Regions from separate parts of the Gossypium hirsutum genome. Here region 1 is linked to region 2. A link is a contact called in public Hi-C data. All regions are on one chromosome and are shown on one strand. The core of a region is the stretch at or near the end of the contact, and the rest is flanking DNA. Distances in the headings are between cores, read along the strand shown. Region 1 has its middle 61 kb from the start of LOC107950768. Region 2 holds the start of LOC121215461.

Region 1 (5,503 bases), core at 1,069-3,568, 89 kb before region 2:
TGAAAAAGGGAGCCAGAGCTTCATGGGGTTGGTCGACTTCATTACAAGGAAAGAAAGGTTTTGCTTAAAACATGGATTCACAGTGTCAAGGAGTAGACGAAATCGAGATTAACAATATCAAGCTTAATTAACAAAGAAAGTTGTTGGTAGAAGCTCAGTAGAACTCAAAATCATATCCCAGTTCATAAACATACTCAAAACGAATTCTGAAATATGAAACAAGATTCATTGGAACCTAAGAAGGTGTCATACAGAAAAAATCTTACCCCGGTACCATCCTTCGTTGCATAATCTTTTCCAAACACTGTCAATGCTTGCAGCCTACCAACAGCAACTTGTTGTACAAAAGGCATGAGATTGTTTGGAGTACCCCGGGGATCCTCACCTATGTGGCCACTGGGATGAGCACCAACTGGATTAAAATATCTTAGCAGTATGATCTTCCATTGAGAATCAGAATTACGGAGGTCGCGGCAAATCTCTTCAATGAAAAGCTGAACCACCATGTCAAATATGATTAGATGACACTATTCTTAATTGACAAATGCCAAAGTATTCATAATGGATTCATAAAAAAGAAGACATTGTTTCCTTGAGCTGCTAAATGGTATGCAGTTAAATGCTCATCGCATACCTTGGTTCGTCCGTATGGATTCACTGCAGACAGGGGGAACTCTTCTGTACATGGAACCTTCTTTGGCCAGCCATAAACAGCAGCAGATGATGAAAAGACAAGCTGCAATGTATCATATTAGATCGGTCAACTTCTAAAACTCAAGAAGCCAAAACAATCCATAAACTGAATCTAACAAGGTGCTAGTATGTTTGTGATTACAGTTTGATCAAGAAGAAACCGAAGTCTGTTTCGTCTCTGGTTCTAATGATTTCCATAGCAGATGCCAAAAGGGAAAAAAGAGAGCAAACACTATCCCACACACTAGGAAGGGAAAGAAATGTACATTGTTACATCCATGTGCAGCCATGACTTCCAACAGGAGTATTGTCCCAATGATATTGTTGTCATGATAGAGCAATGGTTTACTTACACTTTCACCAACTGCGTTTAGTCCAGCAAAGTGAATCACAGCATCAAATCTGATAATGTAATAACCTTAGAAATTTGAGCAAGTAGAGAAGGCACAATAAAAAACCAAACATATAATATAAATTCCTGACGGTACTTTGTCTGAGCAAATATTTTTTGAATGGCTGGTCTATCACGAAGGTCCACCTGCAGTTGAAACCAGTGGTCCAAATCTTAGTTAATACTTCAATGACTTCATGTTTTAAGTGATTTAATGATTCTTGTTAATTTTGGGACAATAATACAGCAGCACATGATGGATTTGATTTATAGGCAATATCAGACAAATCCCAATGTATATTAATTGAAGCAAAAACATAATAATAGAGACCCTTCAACAGTTTCCAGATGATAAAAGAGATAACAATTAATTACCGAAGAAAAATTTTATGTTTAAAGCTTTTAAATATTATCAAGAAAAACAATTAATAGATCCAATCATTTCCCATTCAAAAGAGTCCTTCCATGTATATTAAAAAAAAGGGGGGTAAAATACAGATCAAAAGACATGGGAAAAAACACTTTTTGGGAACCGACAATAAAATAATACAATTGAAACATTAAACAAAACCAAACGGACTATATTATTATATTCTTTTATATTTAAGGAATATTCACCGACTTTAAATCTGTTTAATCAAATTATTATGTTGCTTAATTAAGCAGATTTTGACAAATATTTTTAAGTATTACCATTTAATGCATTTGATATGGAATTCACAAGTAGAAAGAAGATCATATTCTCACCGATTCTCTTAAACTCTTCAACTTATTTAACTTTTAAAAGCACTTATAAATTAATAACATAGTTGAATGGAAATCAATTCACGAATTCCTTCATTAATCAAACATACACCAAAAATAGATAATATGGCAAACAGAAGCAGAAATTTTAAGAAAAAAAGAAAATGTGAAATTAGTCTACTATTTGCAACTATTTCAACAGTTTTTTTTGTGTAAAAAGAATTAAACATCATATGATCGAAATTTTACAGCGTAACACGTTGCCAGCTATAGCAAATTCGATTAATCAAATTTAAACTAATTACACTCCAAATTAACAATGAAAACTCAAAGATTAAGTGAGATTTCTCTCTGGCAAACCAACTAAGCAGTCTAGCATTAAAATAATTACAAAACTACACATCTTCAATTTTCTTCTTTAAAAAAAACCGTAAATAGGTGAATTCAATCGTTCAACGAACCTGGTGAGAGGAAAGGTTCCTGCCGAAACCGCGAGTTCTTTGACTCTTTTGGGAGCAACATCCGAGGAATTGTCGAGATTATCAACAACCACTGTTTTGTAACGGCTTAACAACAACTGCAACACCGTGTGGCTCCCGATATAACCGGCTCCGCCGGTCACCAGAATAGTCTTCGACATATTCGAACCAATCAAAACCAAAAAAGAAAAACTGAAAGTAAAAGAAACTGAGAGAAGAGGCGAGCGTAACAGAAGGCTAATAATAATTCTTTGAAATTAAAAGGGTTTAATGGAATGAAAAGGAAAAAATAGAAGAGAGAGTCATATACAGGGATTTAAATTGCGGTTGCGGTCGCATTTTCGGTTCTATTACGTTTATCGCGATTGCGGAGATGGTATTGCGGTTATTGCGGGTATCGCCATAGTGAATTTTACACTACTTATGGTGTATAGCGGGTTTCAACAATAGTAATTTTGGACGGTACCGTTATCATTATATAACGGCCACTATTTCAATAACGGACTGCTATTTAAATCCCTAGTTATATATAAGCGCACAGAAAAAAGAAAAAGGAAGAGAGATATTGAGAATGAATGAGAAGAATAGCCACGTGGAGTGAAAAGGGTGAAAAGGCTCCCTACGACCGGGGATTTTGGATGGGATGGGTTTTTGGAGTAAACTAATTTTCTATTTCTTCTTCTGCTGCCGCCGCTTTTTCTTTTTAGAAGGTATATTCGTATTGGGGTGAACAAATGTTTTATTTATACATCTAATTCTTGTTAAATGTTATTTTTTGAATAATGTTTTAAATATATCTCATTAACTTTTATTAACCCACACCAAGAATGTTGTATATAATCAAATTACGGATGCAATCCAATTAATTGGTGTCAAACAGGGGTAAAAATTATAAAAAAATATTACAAAAACATAAATTTTGAGCATCAACAATCTCATGTCGCATCACATGATATAAAATTTATAATACCACAAAAAATGAATGGACTTTTTAAACTCGTTTTGTATTTATTGACGATTTCTTTTTGATAAATTATAAAAGAAGAGAAAGAATAATTAATACGATTCGAACGTGTGATTACTTTAACATCAGGTTAATGCACGGAATTCACATTTTGATTCAAACGAAAATTTAAAAAATTACATTCCATTTATTTATACTTATATTGGCTGCAGATTTTTCAAATGCCAAAATTACTTTCATGTTCTTTCTTTCATACGTAAACACGAGGAAAAAGAAAATTAATAAAACATACACAAGTAACTAATCAACACTTATAAACTTTAGATTTTCTATTTATCTTATTTTATTAAAGTAAAATCAACAATACACCATTTCTTTCTTCTTCTTTTTTCATCATGTAATTGAAGTTTTAGTGTGAATTTTTTTTGGATAATTTTTACTTTAAGATTTTTTTTTGAGAAAAAAATTTGAAATGAAAAGCAAGATAGTAGGGTTATTAATTAAATAATTTGTGTATTAGGTATTTGTTTTTCTTGATTGAAAAATTTGTCGACCATTTCATTCTAAAACAATTGAGATTTTTTTTCTTAGCTGAGTAAAAAGCGAGTACTAGAAATCAACCAAGAAAAAAATTCTAATTTTTTTTATTGTAATGGTCGACCAATTTTTCCAATCAACAAAAACGAAAATCTAAGAAGAGAAAGATTAAGTGTTATTGGCTTTTTTTTTAATAAGGTAAGATAAATACAAAATTTAAAGCTTAGAACATTTGTTTTGATTTAATGGCTAAATTTTGAAAGTTCTCATTATAGTTATCACCCATTAAACACCACATAAAAAAAACCAAAAACTAAACATGATATAATAAAAACATAACACCACCCTAATATAAATTAGATTATAATACACATATTATGTGGGTGAAAAAATTACATAATAAATTTATAAAAATTTTAATAAAAATAAAATGCTTCTTTGGTTGAAATGGTAAAGTTGAAACAGTAATATTTTGATTTCAAATCTTTTGGTTCTTATGATCTATCTATGTGTATTCTTTTTAAATTTATCGAAATATAAATAGATATAAATATCCTCAATATAATAAGCTTTTAGTATTTTACAACGAAATTTGAATTGATTGCCGAGTGACATAAACTCCATCACTCTTAATAACAGTATGGTATACTTAATAATAGTAAGTACACCATTATTTATGTAACAAATAAATTTGTCAAAAATTGATATAAAAATCAAATAATGCTTTAGTTAAAATGATAAAATTAAATATTTTAAATTTATTGTGTCATGGGGTGATATCTCATTATAATTTAGTTTTTATTGATTTTATATAAAATATAAAAAGATAAAAAAGTACTCTAATAATAATGTAACCTATTTTGTATATAAAAGGCATTTTAGTCACTTTTAGCTGAATGAGTGTCCAATTGACTCATGACCCCAACTCAGTTAGAGGCCTAAAAAATTATGTAATAAATATATTCATTAATAGTTTATATAAAAACCAAATAACCCTATGTTTGAATTGAGTTCATATAAAAGAAAGGAAAGGAAGATATTTTCCCTTGTTTGAATAATTTCTTTTGTTTTTTAAGTAAAGGAAAGCTAAGAAAGTTTAGTAACTCTTGCTTTGTCTCAAAATGTCAAATTTTTAATTACCCAAAATTGGAGGGAAAGTAGAGTAAATGAATTTTTAAAATATAAAATATTCTTTTTACCCTTTTATCTAGCTAAATAAGGCGTTTAGGCCGTTTTTATTTTTTATTTAGGCCTTTAGGTTGATTTTAATTTTAATTAGGGAAATAGGCCGGTTTTAGGAGAGGGAATGCGAAAGCACATCCAGCTAGGCGCGCTTTACTGCCATCTGTCAGAAAGCACGCCCAGCTAGACGCACTTGCCCTCAACGGTAACTTCAACGACTTTTTGATCGTTGCCCGCACCAAAATGATAAGAAAATGAAAACCCTAACGATAAATTATTTTGACCCTATAAATACCCCTTAAATTTAATTTTTTTTCATTCACATCCTTCTTTCAAACTCTCTCAACTCTCTTAAACTCTTTGTAACGCCCTAAAAATTTGAATGTTTGACTATTGGATTCTATTGTAATTAAGTCTCTGTATCTGTGGTTATATGCTCTATTTATATGGTTGAGGTCGAGAGTGCAAGCCGCATCTTTAGAAGTTTTGTTATTTTATTTTAAGATAACCTTT
Region 2 (6,266 bases), core at 354-2,853:
AACATAGCCTAAGTCTCACCTTGCATGAAATATAATCCCTTAATGTAGTCTTTTAAACTCCACAACAGAAGGTAATGTGTGCTCTATAAGATATAATAAAAAAATTAAATTAAAAAAACAAAACACTTATCACATTTTCAACAAGTATACCTATAAAAATTTAAGTCTTTAAAGTGGTCAACAACCTCTTAACTTATTTATAAAAACATTTTTATTGGGTATGAAAACTTGGGTTTAATTCGTATCAACTTCATCCCTACAACCCTATCTCAATTATCAAGAAAAAAAACTCTTCAAAGCGTGCATCAAATAATTACTTATTTATAAAAATAGCTTAGTCAACGGAAAATGAGTTGCAAGTCAACGAAAAATAAGCCATTTTTCCTATAAAATTATTTACCCTTTTTGAAAAGCATAAGTCATTTTCTGGCTTCTCTATAGATAATTTTATTTTTATATAAAAATTAACTTAAATAAAGCTTAATATTATTATATTGATAATAAATTTTATTTTTATTTTTAAATTATTTAAAATTATTAAAATATTATATTTTTCAATATTATTAAACATACATATTTAATTATTTATATTTAATCATATAATAAATTTTTAATATAATAAATATAATTTATTATTTTAATAAATTATTTAATATTTCAATTTTATTTTAATAATAAATTTTAAAAATAATAATTTTAAATAATATTATTCACATATTATTGAAAAATATTCAATATTAATATTTTAATAATAAATATTTATTAAAATTATAAATATATTAATAATAAATGTTTTGTAGTATAAAGGTTAAAATATGTCATAAGTCTTATGTACACTTCACAGATTTGCAATTTAATCTTTGTACTTTTATTTTTAAGAATTTAGTCCCTTTACTTTTTAAAATTGAAAATTAAGTCCAATTGTTGACATTGTTAATTTTTTTTTGTCAATTTTATTGATATCACATTTTTAAATAAAAAATACTCACTTGGTAGTCATGTAATTAAAAAATAACGTTGTAATGAACTTGAATTTAACATAATATTTTTAATATATGTAAAAACAATATAAAATATAAAATTATAGATAAAAATAAATTCAATTAAACAATAAAAAATAAGAAAATCTCAAATGTATGTTTGTTTCATTAAAAATAATTTTTATAAAATATTTAAAAAATCTATCAAATAACAGAAAATATTTTATGTAAATTCATCTAAATATAATAAAATATTAATTTTTTTAGAAAAATAAATCATTTTTGAGAAATAGCAATAGCCTAATATTTATTTACCGAAATGTTTGAACCCGAATACATTCTATAAATACGTTCAATTGGTGAAAAACCCTTCAGCACTATGTTCCACCGTAAAAGAGTTTCTAAGTATTATATTATAATTAAGATTCATGAAACACGAGTTGGTGTTGACAGGTCAATGTCAATCTTGAATTTGACTGAAACGAACGGAAGTTTTCATTTGTCCTCTTTTTTATTTTTTATTTTTTATTTTTTGGGTTACCAAGTTTTCTTCTTTGTTCTAATGTCGTGCACTTGACGCCTTGACCCAAGTCATTGTTACAGAATCACACATTTGCCCATAATCCACTCCTTCACTCACCAATCACTTATCTCTTCCCTAACCCTCCCCTCATGCTTCTTTTATCTATATAAACTCACCCCTGCATTTCATTGCTCTTGCACCAGCAATCACCATTGTCACTACAAAATCACTAAATAACAAAGAAAACCCATCCTTTTTTCTCCCCCAGAAACACAAAATGCTTACCTTTGTTGCTTCTTTTATCCACTGGATTTTTTCTGATGAAATCGCTTTAGGATCCAACACTACTGCATCCAAGTTCATAAACATGAATGGGTTGAATAAGAATCGATATTCGCCCATCAAGAAACACTTCGATGATTCCTTTCCAAGTACAAAGCCATTGCTAGAAGTTAAAGATCACAAGGATATCAAGAGAAGTAGCCCCGGTTTTGATTCAAAAGCAAGGAATATAAGAGTAAAGGTGAAGATGACAAGGGAAGAAGCTGTTCGATTGCTTTCGAAATGCAAAGATGGAGGGGTTCTGGAATTCAAAGATGTAGCTCGTGAACTTGTGGACCTCCCAGGGAACCGAGTTAATATCGTGTCTCCTTGCCCTGATCGTAATATTCCAGTGCTTTATCGCATTCCTGAAGAGTTTTAGATAGCATGGCAATCTTTAAAGAAAATGTTCCAATTTTCTGGGTTTTTTTCTTCCGGGGGGGGGGGTTCAAAATTTTCACAAAGAGAAATTGGCTGCATATGTAATTTTAGGTTGAAGAAGAGATACCATTTTCATGTACAAATTACTAGTAACAATTTATTCAATGAAAAGTTTGGGTCTCAGATTCTTTTATAATATGGTGACACTCATATCTAAATTGAATAGATTCATCTATGTAATTCTTTATATGAGTTCATGTATAAATTAGTTACTAATGCCAAAATTTGAATTTATAAACTATAGTTTCAACTGTCTGAAATGTCTCGAAATCATTTTAAGTGACCTTATTGTTTTATATATATTTTTTATAAATATATTTGCTTCATCGCACACATTTCGTTACCCATTTTAATTTTCGATTGCTATATTGAATCTGTGTGTATTTATTTAATTTTCGATTGCTATATTGAATCTGTGTGTATTTATAGGCAAATGGATTTTAAATATTATAAAATTGTAAGATTAAAAATTCAAGTTTAAATAAAAACATATAGAATATTAGAAATATAATAAATTAATTCAATAATTAAATTTAATAAATTTGTTATTCCATTGCTAGACCAAAGAAAGTGGACAGTTTGCCTAATTTGTTATGGACGATTCAAGGTTTTTTTATATAAATAATTTTAAAATATTAATTAATTACCAAAAAAATTTGGACAATTTTATATACAAAAATTACCCATTTGTTATATTGGAAATCAGTATTGTCTAAATAACTAGTGGCACCACTCTTTTTCCTCGAATAATTATCCAATCATCAGTGTTTTTTTTTTAAAGATTTTTTCTTGTGTCGTTACTATGTCAAACGGCACTCATATGTATTTTTTGAAATATCTATGAAAAATGCGGATATTCATGGTGGAGAAAAAAAGAAAAGTAAATATTTTTTAATGAGTGTTGCTAGTCTGTTAGGCGGCACCACCCAAAACATATAACCCCACCCCAGGCAAAAAAAAACTGTACTTGTTGAAGGTTGTGGTTTTTGTTGATGTTTTTGGTGTCTATTTAAGAGAGAGAGAAAACAAAAGGGAAGATTTATGTTTAGTAGGAGGGGAGAAAAAAGAGAGAAAGAATAAGAAAGATTTGTGCAGGTTTTTCAAGCATCAAGTTAGAGATTATAAGGTTAGTTTGTAATTATTTGTATGTAATTATATATATTTTTAGTTTGAGCTACTATTTTTTTAAAACAAAAGCTATTTTTTATTTTTCTTTTTTTTTCCAGATATTGTATTGATGATGAATAACTAATTATTTGTATACGTTCATCTCGAAAGGGTAATTTTACAAAGAACAGTTGGTTGTATATTTGAATCTAACCAGCAAATAGGAATGAGATTTAATAAGAATGTAAAACTCGAAGATATGAAACAAAATATTAGTGCAAAAATAGCTCGATGTTGTGCGAGGAGGATGTCTAGACTATTTTACAAATTTCCAGTTTCATCAAATAATATAAAATTTATCGAGATGAAACGTGTAGATGATGAAGACATAGAGACAATGATTGCACTTTATTGCTCGATAAGGAACGTGAACACTAAACCAGTTCGGTTGTTTGTTGAGTTAACGGATGTGGAGCCTGTTCTAAATGTCACTTAATTAAGTCAAAAATATAGAGTTGAAGACCCATGTACAGAGGTTCTGAGAGCGTCTGTTGATAGGTGATCGTCTGTACACGAGTTTGATTTTGATTTGAATGTTGGATGGGAAAAATAATGCGGTTATGGAGAGACATCGACATGGGCCAAAAATCCACACCATGATCTGACTATGTATAAAAACCCTAATCCTGGCTATCATGCGGCACCAGGCTAACACCCTGCCACCGACGTGATCAGATGGTCACGGGCTCACCCCACACCTTTTTTAAAAAAAAAAAATTTGGTTCCTTTTTTTTCATCTCTTAGCTTTTTCATTAAACTAGTTTTTTCCCCTTGTGAATACCCGTTAAAATATATTTCACCTATTAATTTTTTTTTAACTTGATAGTAGTGATAGTGATAGTGATAGTGGAAAAAAATTTCACGAGACGGTAAGGACCGTTATTCCATAAATTTTTATAGTGAAAATATTTTATTTTTTTTAAGCTTAACAACGTTTATTCTTTTTTGAGTGAACTAAAAAGTTTGTTTTTAGTTATTGTAATTCTAGTTACATGAACAATGGATAGAAATGCGATGATCCCCACTATCACTTTAACTTGTATGATAATGATACTAACTATAGTTGGAATAATCACATGATTTAGTAGCGGTCACGATCGCCTCATATTTTCTTCTTCTTTTTTCTTAGTGTTTTTTCATTTTTTTCTCACTCTAACCTTCCTTTCATGCACCACTTTAATAACAACAACCGCTATCGCCCTGAGTTGCATTTTAGCTTGTTTCCACCATCATTGTCACTTCCCTCGCCACCGGTCTTCTTGCCCTCACCTTTGACACATGTTTTGGACAATGAGGTTAAAGATACCACTTTGAGGGAGAAAAAGAATAAGTTGATTAAACAATTTTTTACCCTATGATTATGATCTCAAAATTATGTATGAGTTTATAAAGCATCCTCTTCTAGTCGCATGAAACTTGATCACATAACCACCGTCAACTGCTGAAACTTTTCATGTGTAGGTTGGAACACTATACTTGAATCTATGATCGCATAACCACCGCGAATTCGGAGCCTAAGTTGCAATGCGACATCTTCTAAGATGATGGTGCACTCCCCTAATAACAAATTAAATGTGTGAACTTTTGAACGCCACCGCATCACCATGAACTCAAACATACCTTAAAACTATCATAATTTCTCCCTAAAACACCAAAACAAATAGAATATTTCTCCCCCAATTTCGAACACCCAACAAAAAAAATAATTTTTTTCTGTATTCTCCCATTCTATTGAACATTCATATTTTTTTCCATTTTCTCCCCTACTACTAACCACAGATCTTTCTTCCTTCTTTTCTTCTCTTCAACAGAATTTTTTTTAAATAAAAACCAAAAACTTAAACATATACAGATTTTGCACCGAAATGGGGTATATATAATGGGTGTGCCACCTGACAGTGTGGCAACAACAATTAAAAATATAATTTTTTTTTAAAAAATCACCGATGTCACTTGACACACTAGTAACACCTATAAAATTTTTTTTCCTGACAACCACTAGTGTTGCCTAACATAGCGGAGGCACTGATAAAATTTTTTTCCTTTTTTTCACTAACAGTAATATTTTTAATAATTGGACCGTTTCTGCCTGACAGATCGACGACATCTATTAATTTTTTTCCTTTTTTTCTCCACCGTGAATACTCGTATCTTTCACAGGTATTTCGAAAAATACATATAGTGGTGGCACAAAAAATATTTTTTTTAAAAAACTGATGATTAGGGGGAAAATAAGGGTGGTGCCGCTGATTGGTCAGGTGACACCGACCTCCACTGTAGCAAACAGGTCATTTTCGTAATTAATTAATATTTTAGGGTTATTTATATAAAAAAGCCAAAGCCTCAAGTGAGGAGTATAGGCCTATTCGCCAAGAACGAGAATCCATGCAGGTAGAAGAAGAGTAAAAAAGGTGTAAGTATTGTAAGTGGACCATGAGGAATCTGCCAAAAAATGGTGATAAAGATGGAAGCCAATGAGGCAAGGGCGAAGACCCAATAAGAATTAGAGAAAGATAGGTCATGTAGGAGCGAGCCTAGTTATGGAAAAATAAGAATGGAAAATTATTTGAGGATCGCAAGTCGAGATTCGTCATGAAGAGCCACTAAGGGTAGCTTAATAAAGTTGTACACGAGAAGCGTATCTCATAGGAATACTGAGAGATGTGCTCTCAGGATAAGGATTCTACCGAAGGAATAGAATGTGTGTTAAGACCATTCCTCTTAGAGAAAAGTATATTAGGGGTGTACCGCCAGAAGGATAACTCTATAGGGAGGAAACAAGTAAGTAATATGGTAGATTCGCATAGTCGTCGGAACGATAAACCATGGGTTCG

Evidence for each region. A called contact is a pair of places that touch in the nucleus more often than the background predicts.
Region 1: a contact with region 2 is called in a Hi-C map of fibers, with 2.1 times the contacts expected there. The contact joins the enhancer-like site here to the promoter of LOC121215461 in region 2. A contact is called at or near these places in 4 of 34 Hi-C or Micro-C datasets (fibers, hypocotyl, leaf and 1 more).

Annotation. Positions count from the first base shown.
Region 1 is chrD03:34,168,921-34,174,423 of Gossypium_hirsutum_v2.1, reverse strand. It overlaps the pseudogene LOC107950949. Among protein-coding and RNA genes, the nearest start is that of LOC107950768, 61 kb to the left of the region's middle. Within about 2 kb of position 2,318, at least 2 of the 9 cell types and tissues checked have an H3K27ac peak or open chromatin away from gene starts, as enhancers often do.
Region 2 is chrD03:34,078,670-34,084,935 of Gossypium_hirsutum_v2.1, reverse strand. LOC121215461 reads left to right here and starts at 1,603. Exons shown (of 1, transcript XM_041089990.1): 1 at 1,603-2,503. The coding sequence starts at 1,781. The coding sequence ends at 2,206.